Regions from separate parts of the Mus musculus genome. Here all the other regions are linked to region 1. A link is a contact called in public promoter capture Hi-C data. All regions are on one chromosome and are shown on one strand. Each heading gives the region's core, a stretch centred on a gene start, on an enhancer-like site or on the middle of the called end of the contact. The rest is flanking DNA. Distances are from core to core; before and after follow the strand shown.

Region 1 (5,005 bases), core at 1,268-3,767:
AAAGAGACCATGGCCACGCTGTTCATTCAAGGAGTTCAGCAGACTGGCAGAGTACTGAATGTCTGTAGCAGAAATCAGTTTTCTACTCTCCATGCCTATAAGGGAAAGAGAAGAGGGAAAGAGGGGAGGATTAGGGAGGGAAAAACCCCAAAGTACCTGACTATTCGAAATGTGAGGCATAGGTATGGTAAACAGTTTACATTTTAGTCAATATTTGGTGTAAATCTTGACCTTTAAACATGCTCTTACATACACTAGCTTTTGACTGTGTGTCAAATCTTAGGACTTACTCTGAGAAATGTCAAGAAACTTTGAAATTGCCATGCAGATCTGAACAATAATCTCCTTGGTCGCCTTCCTTTGAAATTCAGGAAAATGCATTTCCACTAATCACCCTTTTAAACTTAGAATTCACTTTCCTAGTCCCAACTTTACTTCATTTTTCCTCAAGAGATAAGAATTTTTCATTTTAAGAAAAATCTTCACCATTAAGCATATGAATTACTTCTTCAAATGCCAGAAAAGTTTAGTGTGTTTAATATTTAGTCTGAAATTTATACCCTTCAACTTCACCTCTAATCTTATTAGTTACATCCTATTCAAAAGTTCACCCTCACAGCCAAGGCCAATTACGGACACTGACAATTAGCGCCTCACAATTTCCCATTATTTCTACCTACCCCTTATCCTTCTATTCTGCCTTGCACTTTGTAGAGATGCAGCGTTAGACAGAGTGCCAAGTGAAGTCAACACATACTCTAGTGAAGAAACAAACAGAAAGGGAGAGCGCCCCTCCTCGGTGCCTATTTACATAAAAACTGCAAACATATGTTGTTGGTAAAGAATGATGTTCACTTGTAGAAGACCCAGTTCTCTTCAAAGGAGTCAGTGCAAGCAAAAACAGTAACTAGTTACAACAGAGAAGCAGGCAACTGTTGCTGCTGTGGGACACTCCAAACACTTTCTTTTGGCATTTCACGGAAGCTATTGAGTTCAGAGTGCATCTGAAGTGCAAAGGACCCATATGCATATTAAAATACTTATAAGCACAAAACACATGTTATACAAATATTATATATTAACCATTCCTTGCTAAGTACATTTGGTAGAGAATTATTTTATTAATAAGTTACTAAAGAATGTCACTGTCACCTGGTACTTACACACACACACACAAACACACACACACACACACACACACACACACACACATGCTCACATATAAACACACAAGGGAGGCATGAGTATCTCTGTATTTAAAACATCATAACTTTAAAAGTCTAAAAGCCAAAAATTAAAACCATGTTAGCTACTCCATTTTAACAGCACCAAGGAATTACAGGCAATCACAAAGGCATTCATCACAAAGTGTGACCTTTAGACAATCTGCCAACAATCCAAAACATGAAGGTTTCAACAGAAACCACTTTCAAGTGGAGAGATTTCTGTATATGGCCACATGATTTTTATAATTGGAAAATAAGGGTTTTTTTTTTCCAACATGGGAATGATTCAAATGTAGGTGTCTAGGTGATACTGGGACCTGGTTTCATTTTGATTAGGTATCCAGCTGGTCAGGGTTAGCCCAGGATCACCCCAAGTGGGTCTCAAACCTTTCCTCCCCAGAGATTTGCGACCTGCCTACGGAAAAGGCATCTCATAGCATTGTGTAACACATCTTTGGTTGTTGGCTGGTTTAGAAGGCTGGTGACAGTAGGGAAGAGAAAAATGCCACGGGCCAGAGGGGGGGAAACAAACCAACACTACAGGGCTCCCTGCAGCTGTTGTCCATCTCTCCCTCTTCCACCATCTCCCTCTTCTTCCTTTGAACTTTGGTGCAACTGAGCTTTTAAACGTCAATTCACGTGAAAACACAAACAGGGATGGCGATGCAAACAGCAGAACGAAGGCAGGGGGGTTGAGGGGTGTTGAAGAAAGTAGGCCTAGCTCCTAAGGGTACTCTGTTGGGGGTAGCGGGCCATGCGAAGCCGGAAGCATTGTTGTGTCCAAAGAAGGATCTAAAGAGGAGGATGGGCCCCATAGTAAAGCTCAATCAAACTAGTAGGGAGGTGGGAAAAGAGCCCCCTTCCCCGCCCCCCAAAGCGGACGAATGGAGAGGGAGAAAGCCAAGTGGGTACTTGGCGGCGTCCCCCACGCCCTAAGGCTTATGCAAGGGTACCGGGTGCCTCTGGCACTGGACAGAGAAGGGGACCACGCCGCGCCTTACCGGTTCTCTTGGTAGAGCTCCGGGACCCACACAAAGAAAGAGCAGAGGAGCCAAGGCCTCGGGCTCCGCTGCTTCCTGGTTCAAGCGAGGCGGCCGCAAGCGTAGGCGCGGCCAGGGCATGGAAGGCGTAGGCGGGCTCCGTCTCCCGGGCCCGGTGCCCAGCCCACTCCTCACCTGCTCCGCGGCGGCCGCTTTCTCCTCCTCGGGGCCGAGGCAGGGTCAGAGTCCTACCCCAAGCAGCCGGACTCCGCAGCGCCGCTGCTGCCGCTTTAAATGTCGCTCCAGTTTCCGCCGACGTCAAAGCGGCTTCCACGGACGCGGCTCGGGCGCCGGGCTCCGCCGACAGAGGGCGCAGCGTGGGAGGCGTGGCTTCCTCGCCTTCCTCTTCCGAGAGCAGCCCGGGGTTGTCCGGAAGAGCGCGAAGCCCGCCTTCGGCTCTTTCCGTGACTGCGAAGCATTTTTCTAAGTGTTCTGTGATTCTCTTAAGAGCTCGGCTCCGTGAGACAGACAAAGATCCGATGACACTGTTAGGAGTGGCAGGGAGGCTAGTCTTGTTTGTTCAAACTCCCTTAAGTCCCGAGGGCTTAAAAATGTTCAGAGGTTGTATAAATTCCAGTTCTTTTGCATGTTTGAAGTCTGCCCTGTTAGCCTGTTGCTTGGATAACAAGCCACCTTGAATACAATCTGCATACTAAAATTTAACTCATACTAATTCAAATTGTAGGATAACAAGAAAACCACATTACACTGTCTACTTTTAAGAAGAAACCTGTGTTCTGATAACTCTTGTTAATCGAATGTTAAATGGTGCATGCAATATCTTGTTAACTGCATATCTATTAACATAGAGATCACATTTGATCTGCAGCAAATATACTCCAGGCCCTGTGGGATAGAAAAGCAGATAAGACAAGTTTCTCTCATTTCAGAGGGCTCGGCAGGTACATACACACGAATAAAAGTATTTTAAAAGTATAGAACTACAGAGAAGGAATAACAAACCAAATAGTGTCAAATGAGCCCTACCTTGAAAGGCAATAATATTTGTATTGTTTATCATTATTTTTTAAAATATTTTTTATTATGTATTTTCCTCAATTACATTTCCAATGCTAGCCCAAAAGTCCCACACACACCCCCCCACTCCCCTACCCACCCAGTCCCACTTTTTGGCCCTGGCGTTCCCCTGTACTGGGGCATATAAAGTTTGCATGTCCAATGGGCCTCTCTTTCTAGTGACGGCGACTAGGCCATCTTTTGATACATATGCAGCTAGAGTCAAGAGCTCCAGGGTACTGGTTAGTTCATAATGTTGTTGCACCTACAGGGTTGCAGATCTCTTTAGCTCCTTGGATACTTTCTCTAGCTCCTCCATTGGGGGCCCTGTGATCCATCCAATAGCTGACTGTGAGCATCCACTTCCGTGTTTGCTAGGCCCCGGCATAGTCTCACAAGGGACAGCTATATGAGGGTCCTTTCAGCAAACTCTTGCTAGTGTATGCAATGGTGTCATCGTTTGGAGGCTGATTATGGGATGGATCCCTGGATATGGCAGTCTCTAGATGGTCCATCCTTTTGTCTCAGCTCCAAACTTCGTCTATATAACTCCTTCCATGGGTGATTGTTCCCAATTCTAAGGGGCAAAGTGTCCACACTTTGGTCTTCATTCTTCTTCAGTTTCATGTGTTTTGCAAATTGTATCTTATATCTTGGGTATACTAAGTTTCTGGGCTAATATCTACTTATCAGTGAGTACATATCATTTGAGTTCTTTTGTGATTGTGTTACCTCACTCAGGATGATGCCCTCCAGGTCCATCCATTTGGCTAGGAATTTCATAAATTCATTCTTTTTAATAGCTGAGTAGTATTCCATTGTGTAAATGTACCACATTTTCTGTATCCATTCCTCTGTCGAGGGGCATCTGGGTTCTTTCCAGCTTCTGGCTATTATAAATAAGGCTGCTATGAACATAGTGGAGCATGTGTCTTTCTTACCAGTTGGAACATCTTCTGGATATATGCCCAGAAGAGGTATTGTGGGATCCTCCGGTAGTACTATGTCCAATTTTCTGAGGAACCACCAGACTGATTTCCAGAGTGGTTGTACAAGATTGCAATCCCACCAACAATGGAGGAGTGTTCCTCTTTCTCCACATCCTCGCCAGCATCTGCTGTCACCTGAATTTTTGATCTTAGCCATTCTGACTGGTGAGAGATGGAATCTCAGGGTTGTTTTGATTTGCATTTCTCTGATGATTAAGGATGCTGAACATTTTTTCAGGTGCTTCTCAGCCATTCAGTATTCCTCAGGTGAGAATTCTTTGTTTAGCTCTGTGCCCCATTTTTTAATGGGGTTATTTGATTTTCTGGAGTCCACTCTCTTCAGTTCTTTATATATATTGGATATTAGTCCCCTATCTGATTTAGGATAGGTAAAGATCCTTTCCCAATCTGTTGGTGGCCTTTTTGTCTTATTGACAGTATCTTTTGCCTTGCAGAAGCTTTGCAGTTTCATGAGGTCCCATTTGTCGATTCTCAATCTTACAGCACAAGCCATTGCTGTTCTATTCAGGAATTTTCCCCCTGTGCCCATATCTTCGAGGCTTTCCCCCACTTTCTCCTCTATAAGTTTCAGTGTCTCTGATCCACTTAGATTTGACCTTAGTACAAGGAGATAGGAATGGATCGATTCGCATTTTTCTACATGATAACCACCAGTTGTGCCAGCACCATTTGTTGAAAATGCTGTTTTTCTTCCACTGGATGATTTTAGCTC
Region 2 (5,005 bases), core at 1,577-4,076, 410 kb before region 1:
AAATAGGATTTCCATTTTTACCCAATGCACAGATAATTACAGAACTCTAGTAACAAACTTAAATGAAAATGTTTAAAGCCCTTTTTTAGTTTATGTATATGTTTATAATTACACAGTGGTCTATTCTTCCAACTACAATAAGGACAGGAAACTATGTCGTCTGTCTTTGCTTATAATTGTATTTCTTAATAAGTAGCCCAGTGCCTACCACATATGAAGTTCACTAAAAGCCGGGCAGTGGTGGCGCACGCCTTTAATCCCAGCGCTTGGGAGGCAGAGGCAGGCGGATTTCTGAGTTCAAGACCAGCCTGGTCTACAGAGTGAATTCCAGGACAGCCAGGGGGAACACAGAGAAACCCTGTCTCGAAAAACAAAACAAAACAAAAAAAACAAAGAAAGTTCACTAAATAATTAATGAATTAATATTTCTGGGGTCTTTGTTTGGGAGAAATGCATCACCCTATAGCCCAGCCTGGCCTCAAAATTGTATCAATTTCTTGTCTCAGCTTCCTAAGCTCTGTGATTCCATCTGTGAGCCACCACTCCATGCTTTTATGGAATGGATGAACTAATGAATGCTTCATTGGAGGGAAGGGACTTTTTCTAATGTATAAGAGACTTACATTTATGAAGTAATCTTAAAGTTGGATAAAAAGGCCCTTCTCTTTGTCTAAAAAACAGTAATTCTCCATTTACTGTAAGGATTTCTATGTGTTCATGGCTGTAAGACAAATGTCACAGAGAACAAAGTTAGATACTTTCGTTCAAAAATGGATGTAAGTCAAACATCCTATAAAAATTATAACATGAAATATGCACATACAAAGATACATTAAGCTTATTTTCCAGTAAATATTCTGACCAAAAAATACCTGTCCGATATAGAAAAAAAGAGAGGAAATATGACATGCTACAGCCAATTTCATTCTACATTTTATTATTGTAATTCCACTGTCAAGTATAAAATAAATCTCAAGAGCAAACTGAAATAAATCGACTTATAAATAAAAACAAGTCTTTGATAAAACATTACACAAAGTAGCATTTTCATATACATAGATAAGATTTGAAAATAGAAATACAACTAACTTTTAGAGTTAACTCTGTCTATTCTCATCATTGCTCTATCGATAATAATTCCATTTAGAATGAAAACAACCTAACCTTTGATATTCAGCTACTCTAATCTTTACATGGAAAAAAACAAGGACTTACCATCGGACAATTTTCACAGGGTCTTTCTTAGGCATGATTTGATTAAGCCATGGTTCAATACCTGGAAATTGCTCTAGCAATTGATTTTTAATACCCTTAATAACCGAGGTTTTCAACTGGATGCAGTTGGACACATTTTCTTTTTCATCAAATCTGGCAAATGATTTTTTTTTGAAGAGAAAAAAAAAGGGCATTGCTAAGCAGAAGAATCAGAAATCTAAAAGTAAGGTTCTAATTAATCATCTATTCCCAAGCAAGTACTCATGCTTAAAATAATTATGAAATAAATTGTTTTTAAAATACAAATTTCCATTTGTCTTATACAATACAAAACCAACGTGTTAAAGACAGTATTAGAATAAACTCTCATACATACTGCAATTATTGGGGGCAAAGAAATTGTTATGCTAGAATCTGTTGTCAGCTAACAAAAATGCCTTTTACTGAAAATTTCTGCTCAAAGGAAAAAAAGACTCCCATCTATTTAATAAAAATCTATTTTTTAATCTAAAAGAAACCTCACACATTAAAATACAAAAGACTAACCGAAGCATAACAAAAGAATGAGAGCCCCAGCAGGCTATGTAGTCTGTTGTTTTTTGTTTTTTTTTTTTTTAAAGAAATAGTGAGATAATTTTAAAATCCCTGTCCAGATTTGCTCAAATTTTCATGCACAAAACCCACCTTCCTTTGCCCATGTTCCCCTTTTTTCCTTTTGCGTCTATCAGATCTGGAAGATAAACCCACTGGATAGGTTTCCAAGGAAATTGGTCTTCCTTACACAGACTAGCACATAGGGCTACCACGTTGTTCTCAAGACAAGGTTAATCTAGCAGCTTAGCAATAGGCTTGACAGGCCAGCCGCTTGCTTCCTGTCACCCAGACTCCCTCACTGCCATGACCCAGGAAGTCAAGCCTTCCTTTTTTCAGTTCATAACTAATAAACATATAGCAGAGTGCAGGGCTCTCCTCTCAGCTGAGGATGTGCCCCTAAATCACAGTGCAAGGATGTGATTGGTAGAATACTAGGAATGGAGATAGCACTGCTGGAAAGGCAGAACAGGGCTAAGGAAAAAGGAAATGGGAGCGGGAGAGCCAAGCCCCGACTGAAGATTAAGGATGGAAAGCTTAAAGAAGTGGTCCAAGTCCGAAGTGAGCATAGTACTATACTTTACAAAACCTTAGGAAGTCAGGATGGCAGGGGCGGGGGAGAGAGAAAGAGGACCTTTGCTCTCTCCCTCTTCCCCACCCCCACCCCCACCGCCTTTCTAAGCAGCCAATGGAGGCCACAGCGTGTCCTTACTTCTTGAACATGATCCAAGGTGAAAGGGGCGACGATAGGGAAGGGCCCGGAATGGGAAGGAAATTGAATTAGGAAGGGTCCAGCACGAGGAAGGCCTGCACTGACAGTCGGAGCTGCTGTCGTTAATCCGGAAGGCGAAAACACTATCCGCTTTACGGCCCTTAGCGAAATCTGACTACTTCCGCTCCTCTCGACTCCACGTTGACGCTTTTGTCGGCTCCTTTTCAGTAACAGCTTAGTCTCCATTGGGGGTAGCCGAAAGGGCGGGACTTCAGAAGGAAGAAGTGATCAAGCAATTCTTTCTGGTTGCTGGAAGAATAGAGTGGGGGAGGGAATCAATCAAAGCAGAAATTGTGGCAGTCAGTTACGGGTTCCTCAAAGGGTCAAGATTCTTAGGTCTTTGTTGCCACCTACCACTATGCTAAATAGTTTGTAAGGATAATAGGTTTTGCTTCCTATCTGAAGCAACAGAGTGAATTGATGCCTATCAAGCTGCTTGAGCCTAGGCGAGCCTCATAGCTTCATGTTAAATTAATGTCAAAGTTGTCAGGTTCAGCAAATAAAATTACAAGATACCTAGTCAAATTTGAATTTCAAATAAGGTGAACACCTTTTGGTGCAAGTATACTTCATCTACGTTTTGACCTTGCTTATGCTAAGAACTACTTGTTTTTCTGAATTTAATTGAACAACCTTTTTTTTAATCTGGTAGCTATAATCATTGGACAGTGAAGTGCTGTCATAGAATTATCAAATAAGTCATCAGGTTGCTGTCCCCTGCTTCACTCTGATAGTTAAAAACTGAACTATAAATCAGGAATGTAACAGGACATCTTGGCACAAGCTTTTAATACCAACCAGTACAGGGATGGGAGTTGGGGTGGGGGTGGGGGCAGGACAGGCTGATGATCTCTGAGTTCAAAGCCAGCCTGGTCTACAGAACTAGTTCCGGAACAACTAGAACTACACAGAGAGCCTGTCTTGAAAAAGAAGCAAAACAAATAAAATTGATTTCTTGAACACAAACAAAAATGTAATTTCCTCCCAGGCATGATAACTCATGCCCTAATCACAAACCTTGAAGGGTTGGAGAAGACTTGAGACCCTATCTCTAAAAGAAAACAAATGAAAAAAGGAAAATAAGGTAATTCCCTTAAAGAATAAAAAGACTGCTGCTCCAGTAATAGTAGTCACAAGTGAAATGAAAAGATAAAGAAATACATTTTGGTTGTATGGTAGGGGGTTGTTGTTTGTTTTGTTTTGTTTGTTTTTCTCTGAGACAGAGTTTCACTATATATGCTAGCTGACCTGGAACTCCTTATGGTGATCAGACTGGCCTCAAATTCAGACGCCTGCCTGCTTCTGCCTCACTCGTACTGGGATTAAAAGCATGTGCCACCACATTAAGCTTTGAATACTTTCTAAAACATTTTTCTTAAAGATTTATTTATGTATTTTATGTATATGAGTTCACTCTAGCTGTACAGATGGTTGTGAGCCATCATGTGGTTGCTGAGAATTGAACTCAAACCTCTGCTCACCCAGGCCCTGCTCACTCCGGCCCAAAGATTTATTTATTATTATGTGTAAGTACACTGTCGCTGTCTTCAGACACACCAGAAGAGGACATCGATTCCATTACAGATGGTTGTGAGCCACCATGTGGTTGCTGGGATTTGAACTCAGGACCTTCAGAAGAGCAGTCAGTGCTCTTAACCACTGAGACATCTCTCCAGCCCTAAATTTTTTTTTAAGAAAACAAAATTATGCTTCTTGAGGGTTTTCAATCAGAAAGGTAAAAAACGAAATCATGATGGCAAAGGGATTAAAGACTACTCAATATGTGAGACACAGAAATACTAGATCTATAAGACAAATACCACAGTCTCTCTAGGGGCAAATATTCTAGTCCTCAATGGGGATATGAACCTTTAAAATATTCCAGACAAACCTACTATGCATTTATATTGTTCAACTGTTTGTGAATAATTAGTGGTTACCATGCCTACCTTGTCTTGATTCTATGGTATCAACAATCTTCATTTAATAATTTAATATTTTCCAATCAAATCTGCATGACCGATTATGTTTGTCTTTATAAATTAACAATTTGGTATTCCTGTTTACCCATCAGTCTTTTGTGAACATCTTTAGCATGTATCTGTATTACTAATATCAATCAACACTGAAGCATTTGGAATATTGCATTTATAAACATGCAAAACTGAAGCTGGGTCGGCCATGGTAGCCCCTAGGTATAATCCTAGCAGGAGCAAAGCATGGAAGTCGAGGCAGGAAGGAGGAGAGGTCAGCGGCACCTTGGCTACAAAATGGAACTGTCTCAGGAAAAAGAAAGTCCACAACTTCTTGCCAAGTAGTACTCCTCTCCTAGCAATTCTCATGCTGCTCTAAGAGCCTGCATTTCATAACAAGTACATTATAAACAACCATTACTAAGGAGGTTAGTGTTAGTGAAAATAGATAATT
Region 3 (5,005 bases), core at 1,688-4,187, 300 kb before region 1:
TGTTGCAAACCCAGGTATCCAAAGTCTGCAGAACCCAGCGTTGCCCAAGAATTCTCTCACCTGTCTTGGAGTAGCCGGTTTTGGTATTTGAGTCACAGTCCTTTTTCTAGCCTCTGTCAGCCACCGTTTGCCATCTCAGAGGGTATATCTCAAGTAGACTACTTCCATCTGACATAGCTGGGCTTTTTTAGCAGAGGCCCGGTAACCCAACTCACCCAGTTCTGCTAGCAATCTCTTGGTTCCCTGCCAGCATTCTCTTCCGTGGTTGCAGCAAGGAGCAAGTCATCAGCACATTAAAGCAGAGTTATCTGGCAGTTTTCAGCTCAGGAGGCTAAATCTCGATGTAGAGCCTCATCAAAAAGGGTGGGGGAGTTTTTGAACCCCTGGGGTGACCATGTCCAGGTCAATTATCCCGTTTGTCCAGTGTCAGGATCTCTCCACTCAAAGGCGAATATGGGCTGGCTGGAGGGATGTAACTTCAGGCAAAAGAAAGCATCTTTTAAATCAAATACTGAGTACCATTTTCACTCCAGAGGGAGTGAGCTGAGGAGGTTATAGGGATTAGGAACAGTTGGGTGAATATCTTGGACCCTCTTATTGACCTCTCTCAGGTCTTGGACTGGTCGGTAGTCACTCGTGCCAGGTTTCTTTACCGGCAGTAAAGGAACATTCCAGGGTGACTGGCAAGGTACCAAAATACTTAATTGTAATAGTCTCTGAATATGTGGCCTGATTCCATCTCTTGCTTCACGGCTCATTGGATATTGTTGCACTCCTATAGGGGTTGCATCTGTCTTCAGTCCCACAACCACAGGGGGAACTCTGACAGCCATTCCCATGCCTCCAGTCTCTGCCCATGCTCTAGGGAAAGCAGTCAACCAGTCTTTTAGGTCTGGCACCTCTGTTTGCTTTATGCCTTCATGCAATCGGTACTCTTCCTCAAGCTGCAGGGCTAAGACTACGGAGGTGGGAGATTCCCAAGTTACTCTCGGCCCTTCTTAGGTAAATCTGATCTGGGCCTTTAATTTAGTCAGAAGATCTCTTCCTAGAAGCGGTGTGGGACACTCAGGAATGACCAAGAAGGAATGACTCACTTGGCCTTTCCCCAGATCTACAGTGCGTGCAGTGGTCCAGGGATATTGTTTCTGACCAGTGGCTCCAATCACTATGGTTCTTTTATTTTTTTAATTTTCTCAGTGGATGTTTCAACACAGAATGTTCTGCCCCTGTGTCAATTAAAAAGTCCATGGGAGTCTCTTTCACCATCAGGGTTACCCTAGACTCGGGGAGGGGGCCTGAGCCCCGTCTCCCCTATTTATCATCTTTCAGAGTCAGGACCTTAGGGGCCCTTCCCTTTTTCTTTGGGCATTCTCGTGCCCAATGTCCTTTTTCCTTGCAATAGGCACATTGGTCCTTCTCTAAAATCTTCTGGACAGATCTTCTTTCAGGTCTGGGTTCCTTGTTGCCCAGATACCCTGTCTGTCTATTCTCTGGCCTGTTCCTTCCTTCACGTTCCCCTACTACTGCCGCCAAAATCCTGCTTAAATTCCTCTCCTGTATTCTCTCTCTGTTTCTCTCTTGTGATACACCTTCTCTGCCTCCTTAACTAAATCTTGTAAAGCCATGGCATGTAATCTTTAAAAGCCATAGCAACCGCGGCTTGTTAACCCTCAGAGGTCGGGTTAAAAGGAGTATAGTATCTATAAGCTTCTATCAATCTTTCTAGAAAAACAGATGGGGGCTCTGTAAGGCCCTGCATCACTTCTCTTACCTTAGCCAAATTGGTGGGGCGTCTCATCGCTCCCTTTAGACTAGAGCCTGGCCAGTAAACTGTCAACCTCTCCTTACCTTGCGCCGTGTTGTAGTTCTAATCTGGCCGGTCCAGAGGGAACCCAGTGTTCTAATTGTACAGATCAGCCGATGAAAAAGGCCAATATTGGAGGGTCTGCAGAAACTGCCTGTCTGTGGGCAGGTTGCCCATAGCTCGCAAAGGAAAAGGCAGAAGTGGCGTCAGGAGCTTCATCTGCTGGGGGACTCTGGGCTTGTCGGCTCCGGGTCCCAGCTGTAGGTCCTCGGTCCTCAGACTGTGCCTTTAGCAATCTCAGAGCCGGGTGCAGGGACTGCTTCTTAGGGCAGAAAGGGAGGGCACTGTGCTGACCCACTCCAGTGCATGGGAGCAGCCGGGGGAGGGCTCTGAGAGGCGTGGGGGAACCCATGGTTTGATTTATGGCGGTGAATTCTGAATGAGGTAAGGCTGTTGATCCAGGTGGGACCAAGGTTTACTCTGAAAAACAATGGCTTTAACCTCAAAGATAAAGAGTAAACCAAAAGTCCCTTCCAGTGACCATTTTACATTAAAAGTCGGCCACTCGGAGGCGCAGAAAGTCTGCCAGGGTCCCTTCTTAATTTCTACTGAAAGATTATGGGCCCTTGATCTAACTTCAGTCCAGTGGTCTAATGTCAAACTTAGGGGGGTTGTTACAGTCCGTCCAGTACCATGGAAAATACAAAACAAACACAGAAAACACACATACACACACTGACAAATACCTGAAAACAGACACAAAAAACAAATACACACTGACAAATGCCTGAAAACAGACACAAAAAAAAAACAAACACACACTGACAGATGCCTGTTTTCCATCAAACAGACAAAACCAACTCAGAAATGCAGATTGTCAAGGGAGTATACTCCCCGCCTCAGACAGACTCCTAGAGTCCTTCCCCTCGCTCAGGGCTTCAGAAATACAGATGGTCAAGGGAGTACACTCCCCGCCCCAGACGGACTCCTAGAGTCCTTCCCCTCGCTCAGGGCATCAGAAATACAGATGGTCGAGGGAGTACACTCCCTGCCCCAGACGGACTCCTAGAGTCCTTCCCCTCGCTCAGGGCGTCCCCCAGAGCGAACAGCAGCCGGTGATTCCAGCACGTCTGCTGTTTACACTCAGTGCCTCATCCCGAGGCAAAGGTCGACGTTGCGGCTGCAAATTTCAGCACAGAACCTAGCCGGCTTACAGAAATATTTTGGACAAAAAATTTCACCTCCAACTGGGTCTTCGGAGATGTGGGTGGTCACGCCAATCCCGGGACGAGCCCCCAAATGAAAGACTCCGAGAGGAGCCCCTCTCTCAGGCCTCAGGACAATAGCGGATACCCAAGAACTCACGACAGATTGAGCTTGTTGCAAACCACATGAGGCTTTATTCGGGGAAAGCCAGAGCTCTGTGGACGACTCATATCCCACGCAGGGGTAGAGGAGTCGACCTCGAGGGGAAAGAGTTCCCAGTTTTTATAGGCCCTCAGGGGGGAAAGGAGAAGGGGGAGATTAGGGGATTTCCAGATCTAAACAATGTCTATTCTCAAGAAATGAGTATGGGAGGGGTACAAGGAAAGAGTCTAATGAAGGTGCAGCAATGGGCACACACCTGGTCAGAACATTGGCAGACACACAGGTTCAAGGAGTGGCCAGAGCATTGTGCACCTCTATTTTTCTAAATCAGTGAAGCTAGTTCTGCTAACACTGACGTCTATCTTGCCAATTTCAGGGCTTCTGTGTCCTTTTACATTCTGCCAGGATCTTTCAACAGTATGATTCTTAACTGTAGCAAATTTACCATTATGGAGTAGCAACGAAAACAATGTTATGGTTGGGGGTCACCACAATATGAGGAAGTGTATTGTGATGGTTTGAATATGCTTGGCCCAGGGAATGGCACTCTTAGCAGGTATGGCCTTGGAGTACGTGTGTCACTGTGGGTGTGGGCTTTAATACTCTAGTCCTAGCTTCCTGGAAGTGAGTATTCTGCAAGCAGCCTTCAGATGATGTAGAACTCTCAGCTCCTCCTGTGCCATGCCTGCCTGAGTGCTGCCAAGCTTCCTGCCTTGATGATAATGGACTGAACCTCTGAACCTGTAAGGCAGCCCCAATTATATGTTGTGTTTTATAAGACTTGCCTTGGTCATGGTGTCTGTTCACAGCAGTATAAACCCTAAGACATATATTAAAGGGTCTCAGTTATAGGAAGGCTGAGAACCACTGCTTTAGACGATTATGCTCTGTTTTCCTTTCACATTGTGTGCATCCCCTGAATTCTATCTCTAGATGCTGAGAGAGGCATTCCCGTCCTTTGCCAGTGCATCCTCTGCTGGGTTCTCAAGTAGACCTTGCAGAAGCAGCATTGGTAACGTTATTTCTGTTCCTCAGGGTTCTTCTCTAATAGTCCTTTCTCTATTGTGTCTCCTCAGCACTTAATGGATGAGGCACACCAAGTGCTTGTGACTCTCTGGTATGTTCAAGAAACGTCTGTTACACGTGTCCTTACGGCATGTGCCACAGGTTCCTTTCTTACTGAGCTTGTTATTTCTGTCTTCGGAGTCTTACAGAGGTGAGTGCTGAGAGGAAACGCTCTTCCTCCAGTTTGCAACAGCAAGGGTGCTGCGTCTAGCCCTGAGGAGTGTGGTCCACGTCCTTTGTCAGTCCATCCTCTGCTGGGTTCTCAAGTAGAGCTTGAAGAAGGAGCATTGGTAATGCTTGGTAACCACACTCAAACCCAGAGATTCTGGTGAAAATATAGAAGGGGTGTGGTGGTTAACAAGCTGAAACAAACACCATGCAGGAATTGAGGGAGACACTGTGTGAAGTGTGAAGCCCTGCCTTTGTCTTCCCACTGAGACAAGTGGCAACACTCACCAGCACTGTCCTGTGGATTTGGCCCAGGCCTCATTGATCTGGTGCTGAAGTTCAGCTTTTTTTTTTTCTTCATCTCTTCATCTGGCTCTCCACTCTTTCCTTTCATAGTGATTAATCTCTAAACACACTCAATCCACACCTTAAATTCCATCTCAGCGTCTGCTTTTGTAAAGTTCAACTTGTGACAGGCCATGCCCTGACCTCTAGGAATGTCTTCCTTTCTTTTCTATTGATGTCCACAAAACACTATGGGCAAGGCAACTTATAAAAGAAAGCATCTAATCTGGGGCTTACAATTCTAGGACCATAATG
Region 4 (5,005 bases), core at 1,604-4,103, 270 kb before region 1:
TAATCTGTTGACTTTAAGGAACAGGAGTTATGCCAGGTGAACTGTGGTCAGAGTGCGACTAGTTCAAAGGTATTTAGAAAAGAACTGCAGCTCCCTGAAGAAGAAAGACAGTGAGTGGGTGGGCCAAATCCAACTCATTGGCATTTTTGAGAACGGAAGCTCCTGTGAGAATCTGATGGCAGAAGGGGCTCCAGCAGTCTAGTTGAGCGTCGCAATGGTCCGAATCTACTTTGCTTTTGTCTCCCTGGCAAGTACTTACCTGAGACTCTTTTCCAAATGCCCAAACCAGTAAGGCAAAGCAAGTTGTTGGTTAAAATGCCATGTTAAAGAACATGCTGGTGTGGCAGGAATGGTAGGATGTGCTTGGAGTACTAGCTAGTCAGGGCTCTCCGGCAGGGGGATTTCTTGGACCTATCTAACATTTCAAAAAGCCAGTCTGGACAATGGAGTGAGACCAGGTCTCAAATAAATAAGAAAAGAGAGGAAAAAAAAAAAGAAAATGTGGTGTTCTGAGGTACAACTTTCATACTAACCACATGAGTCTGATGAGTGTGGCTTAAAAATGTATTTGTTAAGCCTTTTTCTTATGCTAGCCTTGGATTTCTGATAGTCCTGCTTCAGACTCCTTAGTGCTGGGATTATAATCATGTGCTACCATGCTTGACGAGAAGATTAATTAATTTATTTTAAAAATAAATTGTGGTAAAGCTATAGAAATTCAGTTTACAGAGCTATTTAAACACTGGGGTCCTGGGAGGGAGGTAGAGGCAGCTCAAGACCATCCCCAGTGGCCCTGGCTGTCCTGGAACTCACTCTGTAGACCAGGCTAGCCTCAAACTCACTCTGTAGACCAGGCTAGACTCAAACTCACTCTGTAGACCAGGCTAGCCTCAAACTCAAAAATCCCTCACAGAGATCCTCCTGCATCTGACTCTCTAGTGCTGGGATTAAAGTTGTTTACCACCAGGCCCCGTCAATATTGTCTTTTTTTTTTAAATCATAAATAACATTTGTGATTTATACACACTAATAGACTTCAGTGTGACCTTTTTCATACATTCGTAGGGCACACTTTGATTATATTCACTATATTCACAGGGTCTCTCTTTACATGATTCATTGTCCTAATACCGGGGAAAGGGTTTATCAGTGATCTTCCAGTCAGGCTGGATTGTGCACACACTTAATCCCAGCACTGGAGATGGAGGCCGGGGGATCTCTGTGAGTTCTAGGCCAGCCTGGTCTATATGAGATCCAGGCCGGCCAGGGCCATGTAGGGAGACCCTGTCAAAAACAACAACAACAACAGAATGCAGATTTGTGGTTATGAATATTTGGGTTGGAGTGGGGGACTGGGGTAGAATTAACTAAATCTATAAAGTTCCACAGAAAAATCCTCACCAGTGTCTCATGGAATTTCTGAGAATTCACTAAACTGCCCCCACAAATCTCTTCTTAAGCTTATTTTTAAATAGAGCCACAGATTAAAGATCTCCCAAACTGCATGACTTTGAAGCTATGTTTTAGAGCTTCTCTTTGTCTTTTTATTTGTTTGTTTGTTTTGAAACAGGGTTTCTCTGTGCAAACAGAACCTGGCTGTCCTGAAACTTGCTCTGTAGAACAGGCTGACCTCAAACTCACAGAGATCTGCCTACCTCTGCCTCTGGAGTGCTGGGATTAAAGGCATGCGCCACCACGGCTTTTAGTACTTTTCTAAGTGCAGTTCATGGGCCTCAGCATCAGAATCACCCCAGGTGTTTGTTTAGTAAAGGAATAAGACAGGATGGGAGGAGAAACCCTGCAATCCAAGCTACTAGGCATGCCGAGGCAGAGGAATCATATGTTCAAGTGCCACCTGAACTACAGCTATACTTTAAGTGTAAGGTCAAACTATTAGGCAACTTAGTGAGGATTAAACCTCAAACAAACAGTAAGCTTGTAGGAAAAAGGGCATTTGTTTCAGAGTCTCTAAGGCATCATCAGGTAAAATAAACAAAACAAAAACTACTTCCAAAATCCCTGAGAAGAGTGTGTGTGTGTGTGTGTGTGTGTGTGTGAGTGTGTGTGTTTTGGGAAGCAACATTTGAAGGTCATTGCTTTATTCCAACTCTGGAGTTTTACGTTAATGTTGTTTTCCTCTGTTGTTTTGAGACATGTTTGTTTACTGTTCACTTGGCAAGCGTACAGAATACGGGTTAGTATGAACTCATTAGAGAACATTAACTGTATTTGTATTCCAGATAGAAAAATATCTGGGAGTTTATGTATTTTGTAAAGAGTGTCTCTGGGTAGTAATGGGAGTGATCTTGATTTCCTTCTATTCTTATTTCTCTCTCTTTTTTTCTTCCTCTATTTAAAAATATGCTTCCTCTTTCTGACTTCAATTTCCCCATCAAGGAAAGAGAGTGTTATAACTTTGAACTTCAAGAGCATGGTCTGATCTGGTCGTTAATGACTCCATACCCCCTAGCTTCCCTATCCACCTATAGTATAAACTGTGTAGGTGGTCTCTATACTTGAATAATCGTGTATTATTTTTTACATATATTTTCATATATAAATTTACATACATATATATCTTGAGAGGCCTAGCAGCCGTTTTGTTGCCAGAAAAAATGATGCTGTTTGTTCTCAAGGACCTAGAATAGAAATAACCCACTGTCTACAAGCATCAAAGTTCCTCCTTTCCTGCTAGCCTTAAAAAAATGCCCTCCTCGCACAACTCTTTCTAGTTTAATAATGGCTGTGAACCAAAAAGCCAGGGCGTGGCCACGCCGCCCTCCTGCCCGGACATCACCGCCTCCCTCTCAGTTTCTAAGCATGCTGATTGGCTGAAAGGAATAAAGAACCCCGCCCCTGGTCTTATGACTCCAGCTGAAGCGGCGAGTCCAGGCTTTTGCGGTGCCTGGGTGCCTCGGTCGGTGGTCTCTCGTGCTTTCGCTTCCGCAGGGCTGCGAGGGGATTCGTTGGAATTGTCGGTCCGGTGGTCGCCTGGCCTGAGGGATCACGATGTGCCTCTCTCCGGTTAAAGGCGCAAAGCTCATCCTGATCTTTCTGTTCCTAGGTGAGTTTTCGGGCCCTCTGGTGTCTTTGAGCCGGGCCCGGGGGATCGGGGAGTTTCAAAGGCCACAACCTGAAAGACTGGTCTTTGAGAAGGCTTTGAGAGACCGAACAGCTGACACTGGGCGGCGGCGGCCCGAGGCGGCGGCGGAGGGGGGACGCGGGGGGGCCGGGAGGGGGGGACACACGACCTGGAGGAAGGCCTGGCCGTGGGATGGCCCGCCAGGAGGGCCTCTGAGAGTAACAGCGGGGCAAGTAAGGGGACGAGGGAGGACGACGTCAAGGGATTAGGCAAGAGGAGCGCAGAGTTCTAGACCTCTGGGCTAGAGAGAGCAACTTGGAAAAAGAGTCGGGGAGCAGACACCGGGGAGGCTTGGTTTCCTGGATCAGGGGAGAGTTTTAAAGATGGTGAAAAAAAAGTGTAGAGCGAGAAATGAATTTGGAACGGAAGGCGCTGTACCCTCGTGAAATTATTGGGGAGGGGGAGGGCATAGGGGGGTAGGTAGATAGGACAGTAGGGCCCAAGGGACAGAGACACCGTTTTGGGAGCTTTGTAGGTAGGACTTGAGGCTGGGAGAAGCAGTGATTGAAGAGCTAAGGAATGGCCTTGGAGTTTTGAGAGTGAAGGGATACACACACACGTACATACATATACATATAGTGACTGGGGCTGGAGTAACTTCCGGAAAGAAAAGTTATATCCAACCTCTGGAGACTAAAGGGATGAGTTGATAACTTTGGTGGGGGGTGAGTATCTGACTTAAAGGTGGTGAGGATCTCGGTTTTTTTGTTTCGTTTTGTTTTTTTTTTTTTTTTTGTTATTGTTGTTGGTTTGCTTGATTTTTGTTGCTTTGTTTGTTTTTCTCGAATAACTTTCGCTACTTCCTCCCAGCCAGACACCGGACAGAAATACCCCTAGATGCTAAAGCCGGGGAGCTTCCAAGATGGTAATTGTGTATCTGAGCTTTGTATATTCAATCCATTTTCTTCACAACCGCTTGGATTTTTTTTTTTTTCTGCTTCTTTTTTTTCCTCACTACAGGTCAGCTTAGTCGTGGTTTTAAAGTGGTGGGAAGAGTTGCTGGGTTAATAATGTTGGTTGTTTGTGATCTGTCCCAATAGACTTGAGAGTCCATAACAGCCTAGGCTTGAACTTTGATCCCAGTGTCCTCCTGACCTGATTTACTCTGCTCCTTGTTACCTTGTGCCTTCTGCTGTTTGTGCTTTAATAAAGAGATAGAAGAAAAAGACCCACCAGAATGGGCTGGAGATAGGCCTATTGAGGGGGCTTTGAGAAAGCAAAAGAATTGCATTTGTAATTCACATGTTGGTGGGATAGAATCAACTGGTACAGTGTGTTCTTACACAGTGGGCATTTGGCAATATCTTCTTAGAGGCATTAATTTTTTTCCATAATAGCTTTTGAGGTTTTTTTTTTTTTGAGATTGTATTTCAATTATATTTCCCCCTCCCTTCTCCACCTCTAAATCTTCCCATATACTTCTCCCTTCCCTTATTCAAACCCATGCCTTCTGTTTTTTTGTTATTAGATGCTTATAAGTATTTGTATAGATATATGTAGTCCAGAGGAATTTTTGTGTGTCCCACTGGGCAGCTTCGAGTGGATAGAGGCCAGGGATCCTGCTAACCTGCTTGCAAGGACAGGAACAGCCCCTCTCAAGAAAGAGTTCTCTCTTTCAACATCAGCAGTGCCAAATGTGAGAGCACAGCATCCAGTGGGCTCCTCCCGTGACTCCCAAGACGCTTACTAGGGAGCCTTTGGAATGAAAACCTTCCCCAACCATATTAAGGTCTTTCTTCTTTTCCTCCTAGACTTTTGCTTATACACAGTAGAGTTTTCTAGATGTTGTATACATAATATGTGCTGATATGATTCTATTGTCCTCGCCATTTCTTAATTTATCAACTTTCATTTCTAATACTA

Evidence for each region. Promoter capture Hi-C pulls out the DNA fragments that hold promoters and counts their contacts.
Region 2: a promoter capture Hi-C map of pre-B cells shows a contact between it and region 1. The contact joins the promoter of Mcts1 here to the promoter of Zbtb33 in region 1. A contact is called at or near these places in 8 of 39 promoter capture datasets (the 3T3-L1 cell line, the C10 cell line, the HPC-7 cell line and 4 more), 3 of 115 datasets of contacts at active chromatin or transcription factors (memory CD8 T cells, microglia and pro-B cells) and 1 of 9 other capture datasets (liver).
Region 3: a promoter capture Hi-C map of liver shows a contact between it and region 1. The contact joins the enhancer-like site here to the promoter of Zbtb33 in region 1. A contact is called at or near these places in 3 of 39 promoter capture datasets (the C10 cell line, the HPC-7 cell line and liver), 3 of 115 datasets of contacts at active chromatin or transcription factors (the 230-238 cell line, effector CD8 T cells and large pre-B cells) and 2 of 9 other capture datasets (adipose tissue and liver).
Region 4: a promoter capture Hi-C map of pre-B cells shows a contact between it and region 1. The contact joins the promoter of Lamp2 here to the promoter of Zbtb33 in region 1. A contact is called at or near these places in 18 of 39 promoter capture datasets (the 3T3-L1 cell line, 3T3-L1-derived adipocytes, the C10 cell line and 12 more), 2 of 15 datasets of contacts at CTCF or cohesin (the NIH/3T3 cell line and large pre-B cells), 8 of 484 Hi-C or Micro-C datasets (the C10 cell line, CD4 T cells, CD8 T cells and 4 more), 15 of 115 datasets of contacts at active chromatin or transcription factors (the 230-238 cell line, T-cell acute lymphoblastic leukemia, astrocytes and 10 more) and 4 of 9 other capture datasets (adipose tissue, liver, macrophages and 1 more).

Annotation. Positions count from the first base shown.
Region 1 is chrX:38,187,305-38,192,309 of GRCm38.p6, reverse strand. It overlaps Zbtb33 (zinc finger and BTB domain containing 33), which reads right to left and starts at 2,517. Exons shown (of 2, transcript NM_020256.2): 1 at 2,228-2,517; 2 at 1-95. The coding sequence starts at 93.
Region 2 is chrX:38,598,292-38,603,296 of GRCm38.p6, reverse strand. Mcts1 (malignant T cell amplified sequence 1) reads right to left here and starts at 2,826. Exons shown (of 6, transcript NM_026902.4): 1 at 2,519-2,826; 2 at 1,216-1,368; 3 at 624-721. The coding sequence starts at 2,529.
Region 3 is chrX:38,483,648-38,488,652 of GRCm38.p6, reverse strand. No RefSeq gene overlaps it. Among named protein-coding and RNA genes, the nearest start is that of Lamp2, 30 kb to the right of the region's middle. Within about 2 kb of position 2,937, at least 6 of the 459 cell types and tissues checked have an H3K27ac peak or open chromatin away from gene starts, as enhancers often do. A contact at or near this core is called in liver, where this site is marked.
Region 4 is chrX:38,454,308-38,459,312 of GRCm38.p6, reverse strand. It overlaps Lamp2 (lysosomal-associated membrane protein 2), which reads left to right and starts at 2,853. Exons shown (of 9, transcript NM_001017959.2): 1 at 2,853-3,064. The coding sequence starts at 3,010. It overlaps LOC115489130 (a long non-coding RNA gene), which reads left to right and starts at 3,071. Exons shown (of 2, transcript XR_003953097.1): 1 at 3,071-4,007.